3 separate regions of the Drosophila melanogaster genome follow, and all the other regions are linked to region 2. A link is a contact called in public Hi-C and targeted proximity ligation data. All regions are on one chromosome and are shown on one strand. The core of a region is the stretch at or near the end of the contact, and the rest is flanking DNA. Distances in the headings are between cores, read along the strand shown. Region 1 holds the start of tx (taxi). Region 2 holds the start of CG12290. Region 3 holds the start of CG5455.

Region 1 (3,688 bases), core at 909-3,408, 210 kb before region 2:
TGTTGCCATTGCTTTGGCCAAATGATTTTGTTTGATTTTCCATTTACGTTGAGTTTGTTTATTAAAATTGGCACACACTGCGTATGTGTGATGTGGCCGTGTTTACATTCACCGTCTCCCTTCCACCACCGTGTGGATAAATACGAATACGTATGAGTTATATTTTGATAGCTTTCTGTGTGGTTTTGTATTACCCATCGGCTTTTGATTTGCTTGATTTTTTGACAGGTCTCTGGCATTTGCCTACGACTAACTTTTATTTTTCTTGATTTATTCCTGCTATTGTTATTGTTTAAGTCTCTTTGCAAGGAGGGGCGCTGGCTTTTCCCACATACGATCGAGATTTGGGTCAGGGGGACAGCAAACAATGAGGTAGGCAAGTATATATAGGGTAGCAATAGACTCATGTGTCCATAAACTAATTTAATTTTAGATGCACCTTTCCATGGCAGAAAAATCATTAAAATTTGACTCGATTAATGCGTGTATTTTTGGCGAATTTTTTTTTTGTAAATCATAAAATATTTATGACGAATAACATTTTTTAATCATGTATTGAGTCAGCCCATGAGATGCTAGTTTATTTTAGCTTTCGACAAAATGAATAATATATTAATATATTAAATAAATAAATGCCAAATTAAAATCGGCGATTGACTGGCTGCCAGAAACCAATTTTACTCGATTATTTGGGCAAACATAGTGCTTGTTGCCGAATGGTATGGCGAAAATGAAAGTAAATAAATAAATGCCGGCGTTGATTAGCACATCACAGATTTAAAGTGAGTGGCAGGTTAAGCGGGACTCTCATTGATGATGAGAATTCACAGCTTTTGTTTGCACATTAATTAAACTGTTCCCCCTACTTTGGTCGCAAACAAACGCAGCCAAGTTGCTGCTTCCCTTCGGTAACCTTTGAAAATCAGTTGACAACTGGCTGTCGTCGCCGTTTTCCCTGCTGAGCAGCTCGAAAACATTTTCCCCTGCACACATCTGGCTTTTCAACACCTTGGACAAATAAATGTTTCAGAAGTTTCTTAAAAGCCCGCCCTGCCCCATCTGCCAGCCACTAACGTGATTGGACAGAGGAATGCCTTTTGTCTATTTTTATTGGGGCGGCAACAAGAGATCGGGCAGATCTTCTATATCTTTTCTATATCTGAACGCTTATGTCTGATAAATGGCGGCGGTATATTTACCTTTTTGATTTCATAAATCCAACAATGTATGGCTGCGGGATTGGTCTTTCAGGATGATTTGAATTCAGTTGTGCACTCTGATTAAGATTTGTTGATGTTTTTATTTTAATTTTTGGTTCATTAAAGTTGCGCCAAAGTATGCAAATTGAAATTCCGACAACGCGCTGTCTAATTAGTCACCCAACTAATTTTGATATGCGATCTTTGTTTGAATTTTGTTTTGTTTGGACTTTTTTTTATTCTTTTCGGATTTAAAGTTATTAGCTCATGCATAAATTTGGCATGTTAACACAACAAAAAAGGTTTGTTTTCAGTTTTTATTTCCTCAAAAACTTCTGGAACTTGTTTTGGTTTGAATTAATATTGCGGTGGTTGTGGTTGTTGCGGTTGTGATTGCGCCGCTGGTTTAACTATTGATAATAACTTCGGTACGGTTTTCGCGCATTCTTGAGTTGTGTTTATCTTGGGCCTGCTGGAAAAGCCTCGAAGAATGGATTTTCCGTGAAAACGTGCAAGCCGCGTGTGTCAGTGCGGCGGTACTAATGTGTGCGGCGGTGTGCGTGAGGCCGGTTGCTAAAAATATCTATGAGTGCGCGTCGCTCGCGTTCTGTGTATCTGTATCTCGGAATCTGTATCTGTATCCAATATCCCGAGATGGCATACGAAAATACACGGAGAAAATGCTGCGCTGCGTCCGCCTGCTGCGCTTGTCGGCTGTGCACTGAATAGATATATCTCGCGGATCGCTGGGATGGTCTGACTTGGTTTGGCTTGGGATGCGGTGGCAGCTAAATCAGCTGACTACTGCCCCCAGTTGGCTTTGACTCCGTTAGCCAGGTTAGCGGCTCAGGTGGGCGGCGATGGCAGTGGAAGTCGGACTTTTGGCTCACTTGTCCGCTGCGCTGAGCGTGCGGCGCGCTATTGGAACGATCAATGAATGAAATGCCGCATTAAAAGGCAGCACAGTCTCGTTTTCTCAGCGACGACCAATAAACCGAGAAACCCACTGGCGCTCGCCAACGCCAACACAAAACAGCCCAGCGCACAACACAACACAACACAGCACAGCTCAGCACAAAGTCATTGAAGAGAAACCAGTTCTCTCTTTCCCCAAATATCCACATCCACCCGATGTGTGGGTGCTTTTTGCGTTGGCCGGATCGGATGGGATCGTATCGTATCGGATCGTATCGTATCGTACTGTATCGCATAGTACGGTCCCAGTTGGTCTTTGGCGCACTCTCTTGAGTGATTTCCGATTCGGATGGATTTTCGGTTTCGTTTCGAGTGTTTTGAGTGCTACCACGAGTACGCGTAGACGGCCCCCTGAGATTTCGTATGATCTAATATCGCCAGGCAGTTATTTATTTAAATTTATTGCTAATTTTATTTGCTGCTGCAGCAGCGCTTGACATTCATTTGTACAAGTCAGACATTGCTTGAGCTCACTTGAAAATAGTTAAAAATGTTTATTCGCCTTTGATTGAGATGGTATCAGCTACCAAAGCTTGACTTGTGTCGGATCTCCATTTTTAAGGTTGAACTTTGGTTGCCAGACCATAAATGATACTCATTCTTGGTATTTATTTGGATCAACTTGGATTTCGTGGCGAATTATGAGGCACGTCGAAGTAAAGTTCAAGGAAATCTCCTCATTTGTTTGTCATTTAAGTGTTTTAAGAATGGATGGTGGAATTTTGTTGTTTTAACTTTAATTCATGACAAGTATTTAAAGTATTTCCTGTAAGATAATATAAATATATATAATAACAATTCTTCGAAACGTGGTGTTCAGTAATTTTCAGCAATTTAAATTGTAATTAAAATATTTTTGATGGGTATCTGATAGCCGACGCTTTTGACTCCTGTCCATATATTTGGATTTTATAATTTATTCTAATTCGTTTCGATCAGTTTCAGTTCAGATGTATTGGGTGTGTGCACTTCTCAAGTTGTTTTCACATAGCGTCTAATTTCAAAGTGCTAAGCTGATTTCAAAGTCACAATTCAGTTGTTGGAACCCGATTTTTTTTTATTTTTCAACAAAGAATATTGTTTAGAGTCATGTTTGTATAGTTTGTTTTTGCTTGCATTTTGTTGCTTCGCAAATAATTATAATTAACTGAAACAGGCAAATAATTGCAAAATGGATTTGCTCCTGCAGGCAAAACAAGTTGTTTTCTCATTATTGTAGCTATGACGACATACCCGGCTTAAATCTCGAGTTTGCCCCGATATACTCATATACGAGCATTTGTGAATAAATGACTTCGGGCAATAGACCGATCGACTCTGTGACTGACTGGCGATTAATTTATCTTTGTGCTTCTGTCTTCTGTCTGAAGGCGAGTTCGTCATCGTTTGTCGTGTTTTGTTCTTGAGTAAATAAATCATGATGACAACAGTTAAATTTGATTATGATTCTTTTTTTTTTCATGCCCAGAAAGCATACATTTTTCATGGCACAAGGTCGTCACACATTTTAGGAG
Region 2 (3,416 bases), core at 236-2,735:
TGCGAACTGGCCGAGGATATGGAATGCCGATGAACACACAAGCTATTGGAGAACTGGTTGGCTTGAGCCGCCTGCTGGCCAGCCGTCAGATTCAAGGCGCTCTGCAGCAGCGGCGAAGAGCCATTCTGGCGCATGCGCAGCCCATTTCCGCGCGCCTCACTGAATATCCTCCAGTACATTCCGCACACGAAGCCGAAGGGCAGGAGGATGATCACGATGAAGTAGACACTGGCGTACACCACTCCGAAAATACTATTGGTGCTGCTGATGTTGAAGTACGTGACTGCCAGGCGGCGTTGTCTGCTGAACAGGGCGTCCGCCTCAAAGTCCAAAACTCGGAAGGCGGAAAGGGCTCCAAAGAGTATGCCCACCACCCAGGTGAGTGCTATGAAGATCCAGGTTTTCACGCCCGAAATGCGACTGTGGTAGCGCAGGGGATCCGTAACGGCACACCAGGTGTCCCCCACCACGAGCAGTACTGCCAGAGCTCCCAGCGCAGCAGTCATGTCTATGGACCAACATCTCAGTTGGACGGGCGGCAAAATGGGAGCCTCCGTGGGTAAGCTCTCAAAGGCCGAGAGATTCTCTTCGTGTGTCTCGGTTTCCGTGATGACAAAGCCACCATCTCCGCGCTCATCGATGGTCAACTCGCGACAGTAGGTGGCATTGCACTTGAAGAAGGTCTCCACCGTATCGCCGTTTTCGCTGATGTTCCTTCGCACCACCACGCCGTCCTGTTCCACCAGCTGGCCATTGCGACGAAGTATCACCTGATGGTTTCCCGGCTTCGAGAAGAACTCCAGGGTCTCGGCGTTGGAAGTGGATGCCTCCGCAGACTTTCCCGGCAGTCCCAGGAACAAAGTGGGGGCCAAGATGCAGCAACCAATGAGATTGATGGCCAGCAGGTTGATCGTAAAGCGATTGGCGGTGGTCCTCAAGCCAGGCGTTATCCAAAAGGCACACAGCGCCAGCAGGTTGATCAGGAACGAGACGAGCAGCAGGGCCAGGATCAGGAGGTCTATGGCCATTCTTTATGCTGTTTTTCGATTACCACACATCACTTTACAGTTTCACAGTCACTTATGGCCTTTTATTGAATTTGGCTTTTCGGTTTTGTTTTGGCTCTGCTTATGACACAAATTTCACTCGGTAGTATATCCGCTGTCTCTCGTCTCTTCACATTTGCAGCCAAATATTTTTGGTTTTTTGTTGAATACCCTTTTTTTTGTGTTCAGTATTGTATGCGGTTTGTTTCTTGCGAACGCTTGCTAATTTACGTGCGAGATTTGTAAAAAACAATTTCTTTTTTGCTCTCAAGCAGTTGCTTTTCCACTTGTGTTTATTATGATTTTTCGTGTCTTGTCAATTGTCTTGCGACCGTCTGACTCTTGACTCAATTTTGTTCGCCGTGTATTTATCACGCGCACCGATCGGACGAGCACGATCTTCACTCCGAAGCGTTCCAAGCACAACTGTCGTGAGCGTTCGCCCCAACGCCTCCAAATATACGCGACTGCTCCACAGGCGGGTGCGAGCGAAACGGAGAAACGCCAGCGCGAGAACGGCGAGCGAAATGAGCGATCCGGAGAGCCACGAGTGCTCGAGTGTTGCTGCAGTTGCTGTTGTTGCTGCCACTGCCGTGATTTGCGATTCCCACGCTCCGACTTTGAAATTATGTTGCTGCAAGTGGCCGCTGCACTGTTGCCAGCCGGTCTTTATCACTAGTGGTTGTTGTTGCTGCTGCTGTTGTTGCTGCTGTTGTCCTAGTTCAGTGCGGCAGCAACACAAATTGTATAATCTGTTTCTTTTTTGCAATGCCAATTGCCGCCGCTTCACTTTTGCTCTGTATTACATCACTGGCTCAATGTTATAGCTGCTGCTGGTGCTACTGCTGCTCGTGCTTTTCCATTTTCCAAGACACATTTTCTTCTGGCTTCTGCACAATTTCCAATGTGCAACACAACGGCGTTCGCGCACTATTTTCTTAACCATAAAAATTGCATTTTTATTAGGCCGACTGCTGCTGTGAAATGAACAACAACAACAGCTGATGAAATTCCCACCGTCGGGCGCCAGCTGCAAGAAAAGAGCGAGAGAGAGAGGAAAAATCCAAATTAGAGCGAGACGACGCTTGGGGAGATATGTCCGTAAGATAAGGCACGGTTTTATTATTGCTGTTTTGATTGTGAAATTAAAAGCAAATAGAAATAAACGCTGGACCAAGATGATACAGCAGATTTAATCCCCGGCTACCAAAACCCGCTCGACAATGACTCAGAAAACATAACAACTCAATTTCGCAAACTAAAAAATCGGCACGCTCCCTGAATGAACATATACAAATTGGTTATCGCAAGTTTTGCGATAAGAAATAAATCCAGTTTTTTTTTTCCACTGGGGAACTGTCCAGAAGTTCGTCATGGGTACTTATAGTCAATTACCTTAAATCGCATTGGAACCACACCCACTCAGCCCTACACGCCCGCTTCACATGAAGGCTCTTGATTATAGTTAACTGTCTTTTTATAACTACGCATTATCCCATGAAGTCGGTACACAGATCGGACGACGATCAGGCGCTTACAACATGACCGGAGAATCGACTCTAATGAGCTCATCGCAAATTCTACTCGGTTCCCAGTAGTCATAAAAAGTTTGGGGCATCGAGCCAAAAGTCAATGCCACAAGGAAAGTTTTTGGTTTTTTTTTTTTTTTTTTGTTTGAGATATTTTCTTGGAAAATATGCAATAAAATATGCCATGTTGAATGTGTATTTTAAATTCCACTATTATTTATCTATATTTCCATGAAAGTTCTCAATAATATCGTAAGGCGTATAGCGCACGATGACTTTATTTTTAGCAGTGCATTTCATTACCGTTACAGTTCTATGGAACACACCAGCCGAATATTTTTTCTGTGAACACGCGACCGGAGACTGTGAAAAATCAACAGAAAAGCAATTTTCTTCTGGGCCATTTTTTTTTTTTGTGTCAGGTCTGAGCGGCGTTTGCATGCCCTACTTACGCCAGGAGATATATATTTATTAATAGCTGCGATGCCCGCAAACGAGTCGTGAAAATGCCAGAAGATGCGAAATGAATGATTGCCGATAAAGATGGCGCGTTTAATTGCTAATTTGCCCCAAGAATCGTCACGACAAGATTTATGTATTCAAATTATGCAATGTCTTAATTAAAATATATTTATGGGTCTTTGTCTTCGCAAAGATCAAGAGAAACGTTAATTTTTATTAATTGCATTCTAATTTTCTTTTTCTATCGAATTTTATCGACCACTTATCCCCTACGAGCTCAAACATCCGCCCCTAACACAAAGTCTTATCAATGTGGAGCTCGATCAACGTCCACCAGCCATCGATCATATGGCAACATGCCCGAACTTTTACATTTAAC
Region 3 (3,257 bases), core at 74-2,573, 230 kb before region 2:
ACAGAAATAGCGCCCTGTAATGTAATAAAAAATTTGTATTTTTTATTATGCTTTATAGATTTTTGGATCATATACTCCCTAATAAAACGTGGGTTCAAAAGATTCATTTTAGCTAACCTGTCTGTACATAGCTAAATCGTTAAATAAACAAATTGTTTAAAAGGAAAAAACCCGCGTATGCAAATGAGTTCGAGTTTTCCTTGTTTTTCTCTCTGTAAGAGAGCTTCTCGCTTCGCTGCTTTTCCCGCGGTTGCTCACACTCGGTCTCTCAGTGGAAAACCGGCAAATGAGAGCAGAGAGCCCCATCATTGTCTCAAAGACTCCCCCAAAGAGCGGGATTATTCTCGGACAAAAGCTGCTGAGGCCCGCTGTGGTTTTGTATTTCTTCATACATACATAGACGACTAAGGTGTCTTAAACGCAAAACAACAACGACCGAAAACAAAACAACACGTGTGGGGGGCGGGGGGTGGTGCCCAAGGGGGGCTAGGCGTGCTGAGGGGGCGTGGGAGTTGTAACTTTAAGCCGCGGAAGCCTTAACCTTCACTACGCGTGCCCAGATAAAAATGCGCTTGAAGAGGTAATGAAACGAAAATGAAAACGAAAACGAAAAGAATCGGAAAAGGAGCCATAATTTGTGAACTTTAAGGCCGCGAACGTGTTTCGAGTTCCAGATTATCCAGTGCACTCCCTTGTATGTATATATACATACATATATATATTTGTCTATATATACCATATATAATTTGTGTGTGGGGTGAGCCAATTTGTCGGGGCAATTCGCACTGTAACTGTGATGAGTCCATTTGCCAAAGGTTTGTCAAGTATTAATTGAATTATTCACAGAGCAAAAAAAAAAGACAGAAAATTCACACCTGCGCCACATTATAGCCATTTAAATTTTAATCGGCTTGACAACTGTTTTTTGTTTGTCCGGTTAATAGTTAATAAAGTCTGCCAAAGGGAACCTTTGTTGTTGTTTTTTTTTTTTTGAGGGGTATATGGTATATGCTATGTAGCTGCCGTGATTTATTGATGGGCACTGAGAGACGGCACTTGCAGATATATTCAAGAGTTCTTTTCGAAGAACATTTCTTAATAGGCATTTATCGTGCGTCTATATATCAAGTATATATGCGATGGATCCGACAAAGCACGCTCACTCGCACACACACTCATTCGCATACACACTCTTGAACTTACACACTCGACAACAACAAAGCTTCTGGCGTTACGCGAGGTTTTTTCGAAAAGCGTTGCGAATCCGAGAGGAGCGAAGCGAAAATCGCGTCCGCAGCGTTTGGACGCTCGGCAGCAACTATTGTGCTATTACAAAAATACACGCTCTCGAGAAATCTCCAACTAGAGCCCTCCCACCCCCCAAACCCCACACACACATACACACACTCACGGCAAATATCACAGCTAACTGTGTGTCAACAAAAGTTTAGCAGCAGTTCGCGTTGCTAAGCTTTTCATGCGGCAAAGAGAAAGCATTAAGAGAATTTCCCCACGTTGAAAATTTAATCAAGAGAGCTCCATTTTAATGCCAACGGAGCTGCCAACTTATCGCTGTGGAGCCCGCGTATTTATTATCCATTCAAATATGCCATAGTGTAGCTTATACAAATATATCAAAATATATCGAGCACTAATCAAGAAAATAGCAAATGCTAGCTTATTTGGAAGCCTACAAACAGCCTTAAAATATTTTCGTGCAGATGTCATGTTAATTAATATAAAATATTCAAAGGAGCACAGAGTTTCAGCACTATTAAATTATACATCAAATTTGTAATAAAAATGTTGTGCAAAATGCAGAAGAGATAATGCAGAAATGCGAAGAGATAAATGTTTCAAAAGTATTTAAAACTCACTGCAGTTTCTTTTGTATCTCACAACATTTTAATGTAAAAGCGTAAGCATGTGGTATTTTCATGATTAACGCTCGGTGTGTTTGCAATCAAATTATAGACCTGCCCCTTGGGGTCTTACAAATCTGAGCTCCCGGAGCAGCGGCGCAGCCACTTGAATGCTGGCAAGTGACTGCCAAAAAAATCGATTCCCTAACGTCTGGCGTTAGTGCCAAAAAAGTGCCTCATTCACGACGAGTCCGAGCTGGAGGACGAGGAGCTGGAGGAGCTGCTGTCCCCGGAACTGGTGTCGCTACTACTTCCGCGGTGCTTCCTGCGCCTGGCCTTCTTCTCGTCGATGACCTCGTAGCTGGGCAGAGTGGAGTTGCTGGAATCGGAGCTGCTGCTGCTCGAGCTGCTCGACTCCTCCACGACTGCCTCAATTTTGCGGGATTTTCTGCGGGAAATCGGATCATAAGTCAAAGGATAACCAGCCAAGTCCCGAGATATTACCTACTTCTTATCGTTTTTATCCGCGTTCTTGCGCTTCTGCTTTTTGGCCAAGTCGCAGTCACTGGGTGAACTGCTGCAGGTGCGCTTGGACTTCTTGCCCTTCTTGTCCTTGCGGCGAGTGTCCTTGTCCGTGCCACTCGCCTTCGTGGAGTACAGATTCTGCGAGCTGGCCGTGGAGTAGCCAGTATCCTTGCGTTTGCGCTTCTTCCTGGAATCAGTGGGTTAATCTAAATTCTCTTTTTAATGTCACAGTTGAGCTCAAGACCCACTTGTCCTTCTTGTCCTTCTTCTTTTTACTGTATACCGCCTCCTGCTCCGCATAGTCCTTGTCCTTGGCCCTATAAATAGTTGATGCAGTTCATTAAGGATCTAAATTACATCCACACCTACCTTTTGATCTTCTTTTTGACATCACCACCCCTTTCGTTGGATATCATGTAAATGCTGTTCTGATCAGCATCCTGCACTTTTCGACGAGATTGAAACTGACGTGACTTGGCCATTCGACTTTCACGCCGATTTTTCCAGAACTCGGCGTTGACCACATATAGCCGATAAAGCTGCAGGATGATCACCAACGAGTTTTTGCCTAATAACATATATGTAAGTAATAAAATTACGCATAAAAATATTTATAATACGTACATGTAAAGAAGACGTTCATGTAGTTAATGATTTTGTACTGGAAGATAATCAGCAGGCGAAAGGTGAGGAAGGGCGCATCCTGCAGGATCACATTGAGTACGATGCCCCAAACATCAATGCCACAGCAACAGTTCTGGCAACAGTCTGTATGTCTGCAGAATAAAGATTCCCATGATCATTTACATTTTAATAATAAAATGATTAAATATACGCACTCCTCCTTGTGATGCGATCCACTGCCTCGTG

The links. A called contact is a pair of places that touch in the nucleus more often than the background predicts.
Region 1: a contact with region 2 is called in a Hi-C map of the Kc167 cell line, with 4 times the contacts expected there. A contact is called at or near these places in 3 of 107 Hi-C or Micro-C datasets (the Kc167 cell line and embryo) and 2 of 7 datasets of targeted methods (both in the Kc167 cell line).
Region 3: a targeted proximity ligation map of the Kc167 cell line shows a contact between it and region 2, with 5 times the contacts expected there. A contact is called at or near these places in 2 of 107 Hi-C or Micro-C datasets (the Kc167 cell line and the S2 cell line) and 1 of 7 datasets of targeted methods (the Kc167 cell line).

Annotation. Positions count from the first base shown.
Region 1 is chr3R:26,439,248-26,442,935 of dm6, reverse strand. tx (taxi) reads right to left here and starts at 2,158. Exons shown (of 2, transcript NM_001300614.1): 1 at 1,200-2,158.
Region 2 is chr3R:26,228,317-26,231,732 of dm6, reverse strand. It overlaps CG12290, which reads right to left and starts at 1,485. Exons shown (of 1, transcript NM_001300611.1): 1 at 1-1,485. The coding sequence starts at 1,028. lncRNA:CR44320 (long non-coding RNA:CR44320) reads right to left here. Exons shown (of 3, transcript NR_125267.2): 3 at 1,465-2,076.
Region 3 is chr3R:26,459,593-26,462,849 of dm6, reverse strand. It overlaps CG5455, which reads right to left and starts at 1,323. Exons shown (of 7, transcript NM_143224.4): 1 at 1,204-1,323. It overlaps CG14238, which reads right to left. Exons shown (of 7, transcript NM_143223.2): 2 at 3,227-3,257; 3 at 3,012-3,163; 4 at 2,757-2,955; 5 at 2,636-2,704; 6 at 2,371-2,574; 7 at 1,869-2,310. The coding sequence ends at 2,103.